Regions from separate parts of the Sus scrofa genome. Here region 1 is linked to region 2. Evidence: chromatin contacts called from public HiChIP or PLAC-seq data. All regions are on one chromosome and are shown on one strand. Each heading gives the region's core, a stretch centred on a gene start, on an enhancer-like site or on the middle of the called end of the contact. The rest is flanking DNA. Distances are from core to core; before and after follow the strand shown.

Region 1 (6,629 bases), core at 1,289-3,788, 130 kb before region 2:
ATTGGACCCCTAGCCTGGGAACCTCCATATACTGCAGGTGTGGCCCTAAAAAAAGACAAAAGATTTTTAAAAAAAGAAAAGAAAATTGACAGAACACCATAAGCCAGCTATAATGGAAAAAAATTAAAATCATTAAAAAAAAAAACAGTCGAAGGGGTGGAGCTTTTAGAAGAGCTTCTCTGTGAGTCCAACCTATGATTATGTAACAGTGCGAAGTGTTCTGAAGATTCTCCCCCCGCCCCCCCACACCCTCCCTTTCATTTTATGACCTTCTAGGGAGAAACAGGAGGCTGCCATTCATCTCAGAGGAGAATGGTCATGGTGGAGCCAGGGAAGAAAGGCAACACACTGTTGGCTTTTTTTTTTTTTTTTTTTAATTTTATTGGAGTAGAGTTGAATCACAGGGTGGTCATAATTTCCACAAAGTGGTTCAGTTTTACACGATGTGCACATATTCATTCTTTTTCAGATTCTTTTTCCACATGGATTGTCACAGAATACTGGGTAGAGTTCTCTGTGCGACACAGCAGGTCCCCATTGGCCAGTCAGTGTGCATGGGCCCCTCCCAAAGTCCGTCCCTTCTCCCACCACCTGTCCCCTTTGGTAACCACAAGTTTGTTCTCAAAGTCTGTGAGTCTATTTCTGTTCTGCAAATATGTTCATTTATATCCTTTTTTTTAGATTCCACATGTAAGTGATATCATATGATGTTTGTCTTTCACTGTTTAATTTCACTTTGTATGATAATCTCTAGGTCCATCCATGTTGCTACAAACGGCATTATTTCATTCCTTTTCATGGCTGAGTAATAGTCCACTGTATATATGTACCACATCTGCTTGATCCATTCATCTGTCAAGGGACATTTAGGTTGCTTCCATGTCTTGGCTATTGTAGTAGTTGCAATGTACATTAGGGTGCCTTGTCTTTTCGAATTAGGGTTTTCTCCAAACAGATGCCCAGAAGCAGGATTGCTGGATCATACGGTAGTTCTATTTTAGTTTTTTGAGGGACCTCCATACTGTTTTCCATAGTGGTTGTACCAGTGTACATCCCTGTTGAGTGTAGGAGGGTTCCCTTTTCTCCACACCTCTCCAGGATTTATTGTTTGTAGACTTTTTGATGATGTCCAGTCTGACTAGTGTAAAGTGGTATCTTATAGCAGTTTTGATTTGCATTTCTCTAATAATTAGTGGTGTTGAACATCTTTTTTTTTTTTTTGCACTCTGTATGTCTTCTTTGGAGAAATATCTATTTAGGTCTTCTGCTCATTTTTTTGATTGGGATGTTTATTTTTTTGACATTGAGTTCATGAGTTGTTTGTATATTTTGGAGATTAATCCCTTGTCTGTTGCTTCATTTGCAAATATTTTCTCCCATTTTGTGGGTTATCTTTTCATTTTGTTTGTGTTTTTCTCTGGGGTGCAAAAACTTTTAAGTTTAATTAGGTCCCATGTATTTATTTTTGTTTTTATTTTCATTACTCTAGGAGGTGCTGGCTTTTAAATTTGATAATGGGAGTTCCCATCATGGCTCAGCAGAAATGAATCTGACTAGTATCCATGAGGAGACAGGTTCAATCCCTGGCCTTGCTCAGTGGAATAAGGATCCGGCATTGCCATAATCTGTGGTGTAGGTCTCAGGCATGACTCGGATCTGGTGTTGCTGTGGCTGTGGTGTAGGCCAGTGGCTACACTCTGATTCAACCCCTAGCCTGGGAACCTTCATATGCAAAAAAAAAAAAAAAAAAAGCAAAGCAATGGTCCTTATGTAACCCTAGAAGGTGGGGCAGAGGGATGGAGGATATTTGCCGAGCCAGTCTCCTCTGCCCTCTGACACCTTCCCCTTTCCAACACCCCCTCCCCTGCTCCCCAGCCCCGAGGAGATAAAGGAAGAGAAGCCAGTTGGATGGGGGCTCAGAGGAGGGGCACAGAGGGGCCATCATCTCCCAGGAGCAGCTAGCTCCAAAGGGGGAAAATGACAGAGCCCTGCAAAAGTTTGGAAATTTCAGAGTACAGGAGCTTGAAGAGGTTTAAACTGAGTATGCCTGGAACTGAATAAGATTATATTTTCTGCCACTAGCAGAAAAAGAGAACTAAAAATAGAAAGCTTGGAAAAATACAGACTTTTTTTTTTTTTTCATAGTTCTCTTAGTGGGAAAGTGACTATTTGCCCCCAGAGTACGAGTTGGGGAGTGGATGCTTTGGCCCGTGTTCTGTATCACCCTTATCACAAAGAGGAATTTTCCAAGCGTAGAGATCACGTAGGTGCCCTAATGAAGACAGATAAGGGGGGGGGGTGATAGTTAGGGCTCAGCTCTTGTCCTCTGGAGATTTTCATCCAGAATGTCAGCTCAGACACCAAATGGGAAAATTAGAAGGTACTAGATTTCCCCTCTGCCCTTGCCAAGAAAGATGTTTCCCAGGCCCCCGTGCCCAGGCCTGCCAGACCAAATTAGGAAAAGAGAGCCACATGACAATGAGGCTCATTTCACAGTGCTTTTCACTTCCTCATTGCTGAATGTGACTCAGGGGACACCCAGGAACCGGCTGAGGGAGAGAGGCTTCAGTTCATCGAGTGCTCCCTGTGGGTGGCTATAGGTCAAGCAAAGAGAGATGCTATGAAGAAGGGCTTCTGTAGCCTGGACCACCACCTGGGCACCTGGGCCCCTTCACTCCCTCCCCTCCCCACACCCCAGCCTAACCCTGGCCTCCAAAAGAAGCAGAAATGTCCCCTGTGTTCACTCAGGAAATGGGGGGTTCAGTTCTAAGAGCTGGACTCAGGGATCGACTTTTTCAAGTTCACAGGAACAAATGAACCTATGATGCTATGGTTTATCTCCCCAAAGGGGTTCATGGTGAACGGATGCATGGAGTAATCAGCCAAAGTGCAGAAGCCCCACCGCGGGTGCTTGAACGGTTGGGAAATCATTGCTGGAGCAAGAGCAGTCATCATAACCAATCAAGTGCTGGCTCGAGATTTTGCAACCTGGACCCAGAAGAATCACTGGAGGCCTAGACAGGTGTCATAGCTTCACACATTATAAGAAGCACAGAAAATCTTACAGAAAGCCAGGTGGCTGAAAGACAGCCAAAAATGAAAAAGGAATCCCTTTGGTTCATGGAGTACGAACATCAGGTTGGAACAGCCAATCTGCTGAAACACTTTAATTCTGAAAGAAGGCAGAATTCATTTGAATACATTTGTTCAAAATTTGAAGAACTTAAGCAGGAGCCATTTTCATCTTCTGGGAATGGTGTAGAGTATACTTTCATATGAATTGGTCCTGTCTCTATTGTTTTACTCTGGCTCAGCTTATCTCTCCAGAGTCACATGTAGGGTTTTTCAGGGCAAGCATCTTTCTCTCTCTCTCTCTCTCTTTTTTTTTTTTTTTGTTTTTGGCTGCGCACTCTCCGTGCACCCTCCCCATCCCTCCACGGGGCCAGGAATCACACCCACACCACGTCAGCAACCCCAGCCATGGCAGCGACAACACTGGCTTCCCCACCCATCAGGCCACCAGGGAACTCCAGGGCAAGAATCCTGAGCCAGCCCTTGCTTAAGAGGACACTAGAGTACGGGGATTGGGGCTTTGTAATTATTTAAGGACTTACCTAAGCTTGATATCCATCTTGGATTTCAATATTCCATTTCCCTTTCTCAGTTAAAACAACAAGTACAAAATTGAAAATAAAATGATCACAAGGTAATTTCAAAAAGCAGCTGGTTCGCGGGGACAGCATTGTGACTTTATTGCCTGAACAAAAAGAAAGTGAATTTGCTGGCCTTTGAGCTGCTAAATTTAAAACATGAACATTTGACTTCAAAACAGAACCAAGAGCCAATTTGTTAATCATTGTCCCAGAACTGAGCAAAAGCATCTGATTTTTAAAGCTACTTATTCATGGTCTACTGAATTGTTTTATTCCCCGAAACTCCATCTTGAAAGAAAAAAAAAAAAAGCCCTCTGCAAAATGACGCTTCCTGTTTGTCACCTGTTCAGTGCTTTTCCTCAGACCTGATAAGCAGGGCCCTGCTGAGTTTTGGTTCTTCCAGCTGGTACCCAGGTTGCCATAGCGATGCTAGGAGCGGAATCCAGGGTGAACGGATGTCTGAGACATCTCTGCTTGAGGCCTGAAAACAGCTTTGTGGGAGCTTCGCAGATGACACAGATGTTTCCAGAGTTAAAATGAAAGTCCCAGGGAGCAGGGATTCACCTGCTTCTTCCCCAGGCAGAAGAAAATCTAATTGTTTAAGAGTTTGACTTTGGCAGATGACCTCAGCAGTCCATCATTTCACGCATCATCTCAGGAAAGCTAGAGGTCACCAGATCCTCGGTCCCACCTGCAGGGACAATCTGCTCCCTGCCTGCCTCTCTGTCAAGGTGCCCTAGCCCGAGCCAGAGAAGAATTTTGGACCCTCCTATGGCTCCATGGGATGAGAGAAGTACGGCCCAGGGCAATGGCAAAGGGGACGGATGGGGCTGTGGGGCCAGTTTCTTTCAGCTGAAAATGCTGGAGACTGGGGCCCCGGGGCCAGCTCCCCGAGGCACAAGCACCACAGCTGACGAAGGAAGAACACAGGGCTATGCCAGGGATTCCAAATCCAAATTTCCCAGACAGTTGTTACATTTCTGGCTATTTTTGGTTAGAGCTCCGATTGGACCCCTAGCCTGGGAACCTCCATATGCCACAGGTACAGCCCTAGAAAGACAAAAAAGTAAAGAAAGAAAGAAAGAAAGATAGGAGGGGAATTCCCATCGTCAAATCCTGCCCTGCCCCTAAGCAGGAAAGCATCGTTCCTTGGGGAAAAAAAAAGGTTTAGTTGTTGTGTTGTTTGTTTGTTAATTAGGGGGGAAATCTTTGACCTCCTTTGGATTGTGGCAAAGAAGAACATTGCCAAACTGTATCCAGAATAGGTGAGATGCTTCCGAAGTGGCAATTTCTCTTTGCCTCTTTTTTTTTTTTTTTTTCCTTTTGCCACCCAGAGGCATATGGAGTTCCCCAACCAGGGATTAGATCTGAGCCACAGCTGTGACCTATACCACAGCTGCAGCAACTTGAGGTCCTTAACTCACTGTGCCAGACAGAGATGGAACCCATGTCCCAGAGTTCCAGAGATGCTGCAGATCCCATTGGGCCACAGTGGGAACTCCTCTTTCCCTCTTCTTTATTGAGCACACATTGCCCTTGGAGTCAGACAGACCTGCATTTTAATCATGGTAATTTATGAGCTCTGTAACCTTGAGCAAGTTACTTAAGTAAGACTCAGCTTCCTTTACTATCAATGGGTTTTGTAGCCACAAGTGAAGCCTGTGCACAAGTGCTTGAACCTTGCTGGCGCACAGTGAGAGCTCAATACAAAGTGACAGCGACTCAGGATTAGCATTAGTTGCCCCTCCTACCCCGAAAAGGGTTCAGCCTCTGCAACTTCAGCAATTAGATGCATAATTATCCTCAAGGGGAAGCTTGCAAATATGGACTTGAGCTCATCTTTGGGGACTCACAGTGGCAAATAAGCAGTCACACTGGGAAGAAGACATCTTAGAAAGGGCTGGGCGGGTCCTGCTCTGCTTTTCTTTTTTCTTTTCTTCCTTCCTTCCTTCCTTTTTTCTTTCTTTCTTTCTTTCTTTCTTTCTTTCTTCCTTTCTTTCCTTCTTTCCTTCTTTCCTTCTTCCTTCCCTCCCTCCCTCCTTCTTTCCTTCCTTGCTTTCTTGCTTTTTAAGGCCACACCCAGGGCATATGGAGGTTCCCAGCCTAGGGGTCCAATCGGATCTACAGCTGCTGGCCTACACCACAGCCACAGCAACACCAGATCCAAGCTGCATCTGTGACCTACACCACAGCTCATGGCAGCGCTGGATCCTTAACCCACTGAGCGAGGCCAGGGATCCAGCCTACATCCTCATGGATGCTAGTCAGAGTCCTTTCCACTGAGCCACTACGGAAACTCCTACAGTTGCTTCTTGATGTTTCCTTGTCCAAGTAAGGACCACTTCTCCAGGCTTCAGAAGTCCTTATTCCCCAACCTTCTTTCCAGGATTCTATGCCCCAGGGGACAGGGATGGAAGGAGAAAGCAAGAAAGGATCTGGAAGGACCATGGCTGCCAGAAACAGATGTCTTACCTATAGCCTGTAAGCAGACAACTGGAGAGGGAGAGAAGAGGTATGAAAAACTCTGTTTAGGGGGAATTATGATAGATTCTAAATGGGACATCCACTTTTTGTGTCAAAGGGGACTTTCACAGCATTCAATGATACTGACAGAATGTGATGAATTCTGTGGCTTGAATTGTACCTCCGTGTAACAAAGCATTCTGCAAAGCTTTCAGGTGCTAGAATTCTAAGGAGGAAATAACTACAGAGCTGAGAGCAGGCAAAACCAGAAACCGAGAGAAAGCTGCCTGGACCTGGGACAGAGGGGGCACTGAGTGTCCAAGGGCCAGGCTGGCAAGGGCAGGGCCCAGCTGGCCATGAGGCTTTTGCTCAAGGCAGCAGGAGTGGGAGGGTGGGAATGTCACAGCAGAGGACTAGCACCCCACGAAGCCGACAAGACCATTTGTTCATTCTTCTGTCATAAATTTGGAAATCCCAAAGCACCCACTGCCCGTTGGTGGCCGTGCGGCCCTT
Region 2 (6,604 bases), core at 1,827-4,326:
CAATGGTTCCATTTTCATCAAAGAAAAGAAAATGAACATAATGCTTCCCCGAAGACATTCTCTAGTCTCTCCCAGATTTATTTTTAATTTTTCATACAATTTAAAGGTTAGTTTCCATTTACAGTTATTACAAGATATTGGCTACATTCCTTGTGTCGAACAATACATCCTTCAGCCTGTCTTACATCCCGTAGTTTGTACCTCCCATCCTCCCAGCCCTATACTGCCCTCCCCTCTCTATTCCCAGTAGTAACCACCAGTTATGCCCAGTACACTTTAAATGGAATGATTATCCAAAGAAGGGGAAAATGGAAATTCTGGCTTCTGCAAGCCTTTATTACCTCTTCCAATCTCCGTCCCAGACTAGTATTAGCCCTAAGACCTGCTTTATTTACTTAGGATAGATGAGCAAGATTGAAAAAAGACTGCCTCTTAGGAATTTTTAAGGGATTACAGGTCCTACGCCTATTCAGCTTTACCTGCTCAACTTTAGCTGGAAAATATAGGCTATTTAAACATCGTGTTCATTATAATTCTTTCCTCCCTTCTCCAAAGAACCAAATTCATCTCAAGCTGTCTACTACTGATTCTATAACCTACGTCTCTCCTACCAGGCTAAGTTAAAAAATACAAGATACGTTAACACAGGAGCCTCTCAAAGACAACTGATCCTCCCATTAAAATCACCACCACTCTCCCAATCTGCTTCTCATCACACCTTTTTAGTCTCACTGCCACCACTTTATTTCTGGCCCTTAACTGCCCACTACACAGATTCATCTTCCTAATACATAGCTATGAACATGTGAATTCTCTTCTAAACATCATCTCGAATTCTCCACTGTCCACCCATTTTAACTATAAACTACAAATCATATTATTCAAGACATTCTCAAGTATGGACGGCTAATCAAATAGGCTTTCTCTGGTCCCCCTGTGTATATAAAACAGCACAACCCTGTCTTGCTTTATTTTTCTTCCTAGTACTTGTCACCACCTGGTAAACATATTTATCTGTTCATACGGTTATTGGTTACATCCTTCTATTAGACCATGCCTTCCTATGTTCACTCTTTTGTTCACCACCGAATCCACGGTGCCTAGAATATAGTAAGTTCCCAAGACATACTTGTGGCAAGAATGGATGGATTCTGACATGTCACACACAGTATAGCAAATCTGGAGTTAGAAGCCCTACATCTGAGTTAGAGTTTCCACATACCAACATATGATCCTCAACAATTTTTAACTTCTTTGGGCTATACTTTATCTGTAAAAAGAAGAGTTCAAACTTGGTAATCTATGAAGCTCTTTTCCAGCTACATCATCTTAAGGTCTTGATTAACTCGACTGAACACCTGCCCTGGCCCCCACCCCCCTTTCTATGGATCTCTACTCGGTTTCTTTCCTTTTGGATTCCTCCTTCTCAATCCACACTTGTCAGAATACTGTTTATCCTTAAGGTCCCCTTAAGTGTCATTTTATTCCTGAAGCCTAACAAACTTTAAATTCTCTAAGAGGAGGATGAAGTTCTTATTTTTCTATTCTCAGTAGTCAGTACAATGCCTCCCATATAGGTGATCGACAAAACGACTGATGAATCATGTGTATGAATGAGCAAATAAACAAAGGAAGCTTTTCCTGATCCACCCCAATTGCTCAGGTAATCTCCTGCCTTTGGACTCTTACAACACTTGGCATCTTTTATGATCTTTACCATATTTTACTCACCTAATACACACTTGTCTGGAAATTCCTTAAAATTAAGGACCATCCTAATAGTTTTCCATATTCCCTTCTACAGCATCTATTATACATCTTTGTCACAGTTGTATATATTAGTTTATGTGACATGTTAAACAATCAAGAGATAATAAAGGAGAAGAATGGACCTCAATGTATAGGTATTATTCCAACTACCTGCTATTGGGCATATATGTTGTATTATGGATCCTGTACCCGTTAAACTTGGGGATTCAACAATAATTGAAAGATCTCATTTCCTCCTTTGCACACTCTGCTTAATAAAACTATTACTACTTTCAAAAGTAGAATAGCTACCCTCATGTATCACTTAACTACATACCTTCCTTCCAACACACATGCAAGGATCCATTTTCACTTCACTAAACAGCTTAAGTGACTTTGGGCTCATTTCAGACTTCTACCCCATCCAATTCCCTCCTCCACAAGGTGTGAAACCACTTTTTAAAGCATTTTCCCATAAGTGAGCCCTTTTAGTTCTGTTAAAGCCAAAAAGGACCCGTTTCAAGGCCTTCCTTCCCCCTTCTAAGCAGTGGCAACTCCTTAATTAACCTCAGGTTCCAACAATCTTTTTATTTTTCCCTGCCATCAGGATTTTGACCCTCGTTTACCTCTACCCCCACCTCCAAGCTCTTAGTCTGCTTCCATGGAACCTTCTTAGCTGCACAATAGCTGGTGTCTTTCTGTTCAATATGCTCTCGCCATCATGCACTTGGTTCCACTGTGTCTGCATCTTCTTCCACCTACAATATGCATCAATCGCCCCCCTTAATCCTCCCCAGATACACATACTCTCACACTCTATACCCATGTGTCACACTACCCCCCCACATACAAGTGCTTAACACCACTCTTAAGCCACACGACACTTAGAATGGTACCTTCCAAATGCACTGATTCTAACCCAGGTTCTTTGGGGGAACCCAACCCCGTCCACAGTACCTCCCTCTTTCCTCACTTCCTCATCCATTCCCCTTCTTTACGCCTCCAACCCCCCACCCGCCAACTAACTACAGATGACATTATTCCTCCGTATTTCCAACCCCAGAATGAAGAACAAACTCCAGCTTCCTGCGGTCTCTCGCTCCACTAGTCCTTCCTTCCCAGCCCCCTACTCACCCCAGGTGTGCAGACTTCCACCTCGTCTTCTCCCCATGCATCGCTCTAGCCAATCCCACACCACACCAGGTTTCTCCGCCACCCGCATCAGACTCCTCCACACCCACCTTCACTCGGGGTCGCGGCCGCCTCTGGGAGCGCCTCTCCCCACCCCTCGCCTGCGAGCCCGCGACCCGGGGCGCGCGCACACACACGTTCTCACGCTTTCCTAACCTCCCTCCCCGCACCGAGAGGAGCCGGCTTCGCTGGAACTCAGGCCGGCCCGTGGGGGCTAGGCACCCATGTGTGTGCCCGCTCCGCCCCCTCCCGCAGAGCCTCTCGCAGCCCCCGCCTCTCCGTCGGAGAACGAGAGGACACAGCAACTCCCCCGCCACCCCGGACATACCACCTCTGTGTCTGTTGCTCCATGCCCGAACCTTCGGTCCGCTCCCCTCTACGTACGGGCCGTCCTCGGCACTCACCGGAGATACTGCGCGCTCTGCAGGCTCATCCTCCGCCGCCCGCGTCTTCCCGCGAAGCCTCTGTGGGTCTCTCAGGCTCCTCGGAGCGGCCCCGCGGCACCGCGGGTGCTGGCGGCCGCCGCCATCTTCCTCTCCTCCGGCTCCTCCTCGCTCGGCGGGGGGGTGGGGGTGAGTGAGGCGAGGGGGAGGGAGCGGGGAAAGCTGCTCTCGCTGCTGCTCCGGCCCGTGGGGCGCAGGGACACTCCGACCCGGGAGGGGGAGGGGGAGGGAGGAGGGATGGGGGCGGGGGAAAGAGGAGGGAGAAGTAGAGGAAGGAAGTGTGGGGGTCTCTCTCGCGAGATTTCAGCGGCGCCGGTCCCTCCTGGCGATTTCCGCCTTTCGGTAGCGCTCCCTCTTGGGATCTGTTAGCTCGGCTGCACCTGCGCGGCTGCTGAGTAGCCCGCTGGAGACGCTCGGCGGCTTCCGGCCAATCCACCCCTCTCCTCCCGCGCGAGGGGGCAACCCCACCCTCACCGGGAACATTGAGCCCAAATCAACTGGGAGTTACACTGAAAGTCTTCCCCCGTCTTTCCACTCCACCCAATTTCTAGCTTCCTTTTTCCACCCCTCCACTCTTCCGTACCGGAAACGCCTCCCCTTCCTCGTACAGTTCCGGCCGCCAGTCCCTCGTTTCTGATCTGCCCTCGAGCCCTAGAGTGACGCTAAAGGACCCCCCTCCTTTTTTTCTGCGGCCCCTCCCCCTTCACGCTGGGAGACTGTTGGAGGGGATAGGGTGGAGCCCCAGGGAAGAAAAGAAACCAATCGGATTGGATAAGCAGCTGCCAAGGCAACTGAAGGCTGCAGTTGTATTGTCATAGTAACCAATTTGTGCGCACCGAGTGACCCTCCCTTGGCGAGTGGATTCCCGGAGAAGTGCCCAGGGTTCCCCCTTGGCTTCCCTTCCATCCAAAGGCTTCCCCTCAGGTTGGGAATACGGGTAGTTCTCTTGGGGAGTGAAGTTCATTTCCTCCTCCCTTTCCCTTTCCCGCAGCGATGGGGGAGACCCCGAGGCATTCACCATGGGCTTTTCCACCCGCCTACGGGCGGAAACCACCTCCATAGTTTTCCTCTCCGTGCGAGGTGTGCGGAGGGCCGGGCCTGCGAGGACGATGCGGAGCCTGCAGGCTGGTGGGCGGCGGGCTGGAGCTGGTAGGGCGGAACGGTGGCGCTTGGCAGCTAGGCGGGCGAGGGGTTTCCCCACAACTGCCTCGGGCTCTGGGAGGCGGGATCCCGCCTGGACGGGGTCCCTGAGGGAGGAGAACGGCACACGACTGCCGAGATCCCTCTTCTGCCGACAGAGACGTCCGACTTTCCCCGGCGGGTCGACCCCTTACAGAAATCCCCCAAACCCCACCCCACACACAGCCTCGGTGACCGAATCTTCTCAGAGTTCCCCTCGTGGCCTTCCCGAGCCACCTCCTGCCGCAAGGAGGCCAGAGTGAAAGTGGAAACACATCCTGGAAGGCTAACAAGTGGTCTTTAGAGCTGGGGATGTGGTGAGACGCTGATGACAGCCCTCTCTCTCAGAGGATGATTCCCCAGTGGGGGTCCCCCTTAATGATCAAAAGCCGACCTCCAAGTTCCTTTCTCCTCTACAAACTTCCGGTTCTCTCAGGGTATTTTAGGATTTTGTCATTTTGTATCTTTTGGGTTGGAGAGGAGGCGTTGGGTAAAATAGTATCAAGAAAAACTTAGATACTGGTGCAAAGTTCCAATGACAGGCTTCTAGGAAAAGGATTTTCATTCTTTGAACAAATGGTTTTGAATGATTATTATGTGTGTTTTGTCTCCAAAAGGCAGACTAAAGAATGGGATCAATGATAATAGAGTGTCCAAGATGTAGCTGGAGAAGTGGTCATCTAATGGTTTGAAAGGATTATTTGACATTTTTTCGATTTGTATTGTGGAGTCATTTAAATAGCTATCCCAAAGTACTTTAGGCTATGTAATCATATAAACCTCTCCAGGAATACAGCTCTCATTGAATAGTTGAAATCGGAATTTTTAAAGGGCCATTTTGGTTTCGGTTTGGTTGAGGTACCTGATTTCTGCTGTCTTTTGTGCTAGGTGAGAAGGCGCTTTCCTGATCCTTCCCTGAAACTGCACCTGTTAAAAGGCCCGACCGATGTCTGTCTATGTGTAAATTTGGAGGAAATGAAAATACCAGATACTTTGAAATAAATCCCAAGGACATTATAATTAATGAAATAGAAACTGAACTCTGCCCGGAGTGCTTCAAGCACCTTCTGTGATGCAGTGTGACACGCATTGATTGCAGCTGTACAATGCCTCCTTATCCCTGCCACCCACTCAGAGGAAAGAGAGCCACCTAGTGAAAGGTTGTTCTCATCTCTGGTTAGGGTCCAGCTTTTCCTTTAAACCTGTGAGCCCAAGGATGGAGATTAATGCTATCTAAAACTACCTAAAATACCCTGCATTTCCTTCCTGAAATTTATTGGTTAGATTTTTTTTTTCTTTTTTTTAGGGTCTCACCTGTGGCACATGGAAGTTCCCAGGCTAGGGGTTGAATCAGAGCTGCAGCTGCCGGCCTACACCACAGCAATGAGGGATCCAGGCTGCATCTGTGACCTACACCACGTCTCACAGCAACGCTGGATCCTTAACCCACTTGAGTGAGGCCAGGGATCAAACCCAAGTCCTCATGGATACTAGTCGGGTTCATTAATGCTGAGCCACAACAGAAACTTCTGTACTGGTTATATTTTTAAAAAGATCTTAGCCAGAATAAAAATTTTATGTTATGTAAAATAATCACCCCCTTGGCAGTCATAACATCCTTTATATCAGGCTTTTATCTCCTGTCAACAGTATATGAGCACAAATCATGAGATTACTGACAAGCAATATAGGAAAATATTACTGTCTTTTCATTTTGGAAATAAAGAAACTGGGATCAGAAAAATGAATCCTTTTATTGTTTAGTGTTATTCAATAGACATTTACTGAGCACTCATTGTGTTTCAGTCACTGTCCAGGTTACTACACATACCACCATGGAGGAGACATGGTCCCTGTCTTGGAGGAATGCACCTTTTGGCAGAGATGCCAGAGAATAAAGAATTGATTAGGATCCAGTATGAAGGGTGTGGCAATTAAGGTAAGAATAGAGTGCTTTAGGTATGCAGATGAAGGTGAAACATAGAAATAAATCTCTGTATTATATAGCAGTTTTCCTAAGAATCTTATAAGATTCTTCAATA

What was found. HiChIP or PLAC-seq counts read pairs in DNA pulled down with a chosen protein or histone mark.
Region 1: a contact with region 2 is called in an H3K27ac HiChIP or PLAC-seq map of skeletal muscle, with 2.1 times the contacts expected there. The contact joins the enhancer-like site here to the promoter of NMNAT2 in region 2. A contact is called at or near these places in 1 of 5 promoter capture datasets (liver), 19 of 47 Hi-C or Micro-C datasets (alveolar macrophages, blood, embryonic fibroblasts and 11 more) and 2 of 2 datasets of contacts at active chromatin or transcription factors (alveolar macrophages and skeletal muscle).

The regions. Positions count from the first base shown.
Region 1 is chr9:124,819,065-124,825,693 of Sscrofa11.1, reverse strand. No RefSeq gene overlaps it. Among named protein-coding and RNA genes, the nearest start is that of NCF2, 15 kb to the right of the region's middle. Within about 2 kb of position 2,538, at least 38 of the 83 cell types and tissues checked have an H3K27ac peak or open chromatin away from gene starts, as enhancers often do. A contact at or near this core is called in alveolar macrophages, liver, omental adipose tissue and 3 more, where this site is marked.
Region 2 is chr9:124,694,383-124,700,986 of Sscrofa11.1, reverse strand. NMNAT2 (nicotinamide/nicotinic acid mononucleotide adenylyltransferase 2) reads left to right here and starts at 3,076. Exons shown (of 14, transcript XM_021063806.1): 1 at 3,076-3,512; 2 at 6,369-6,501. It overlaps SMG7 (protein SMG7), which reads right to left and starts at 4,555. Exons shown (of 22, transcript XM_021063792.1): 1 at 3,345-4,555. The coding sequence starts at 3,373.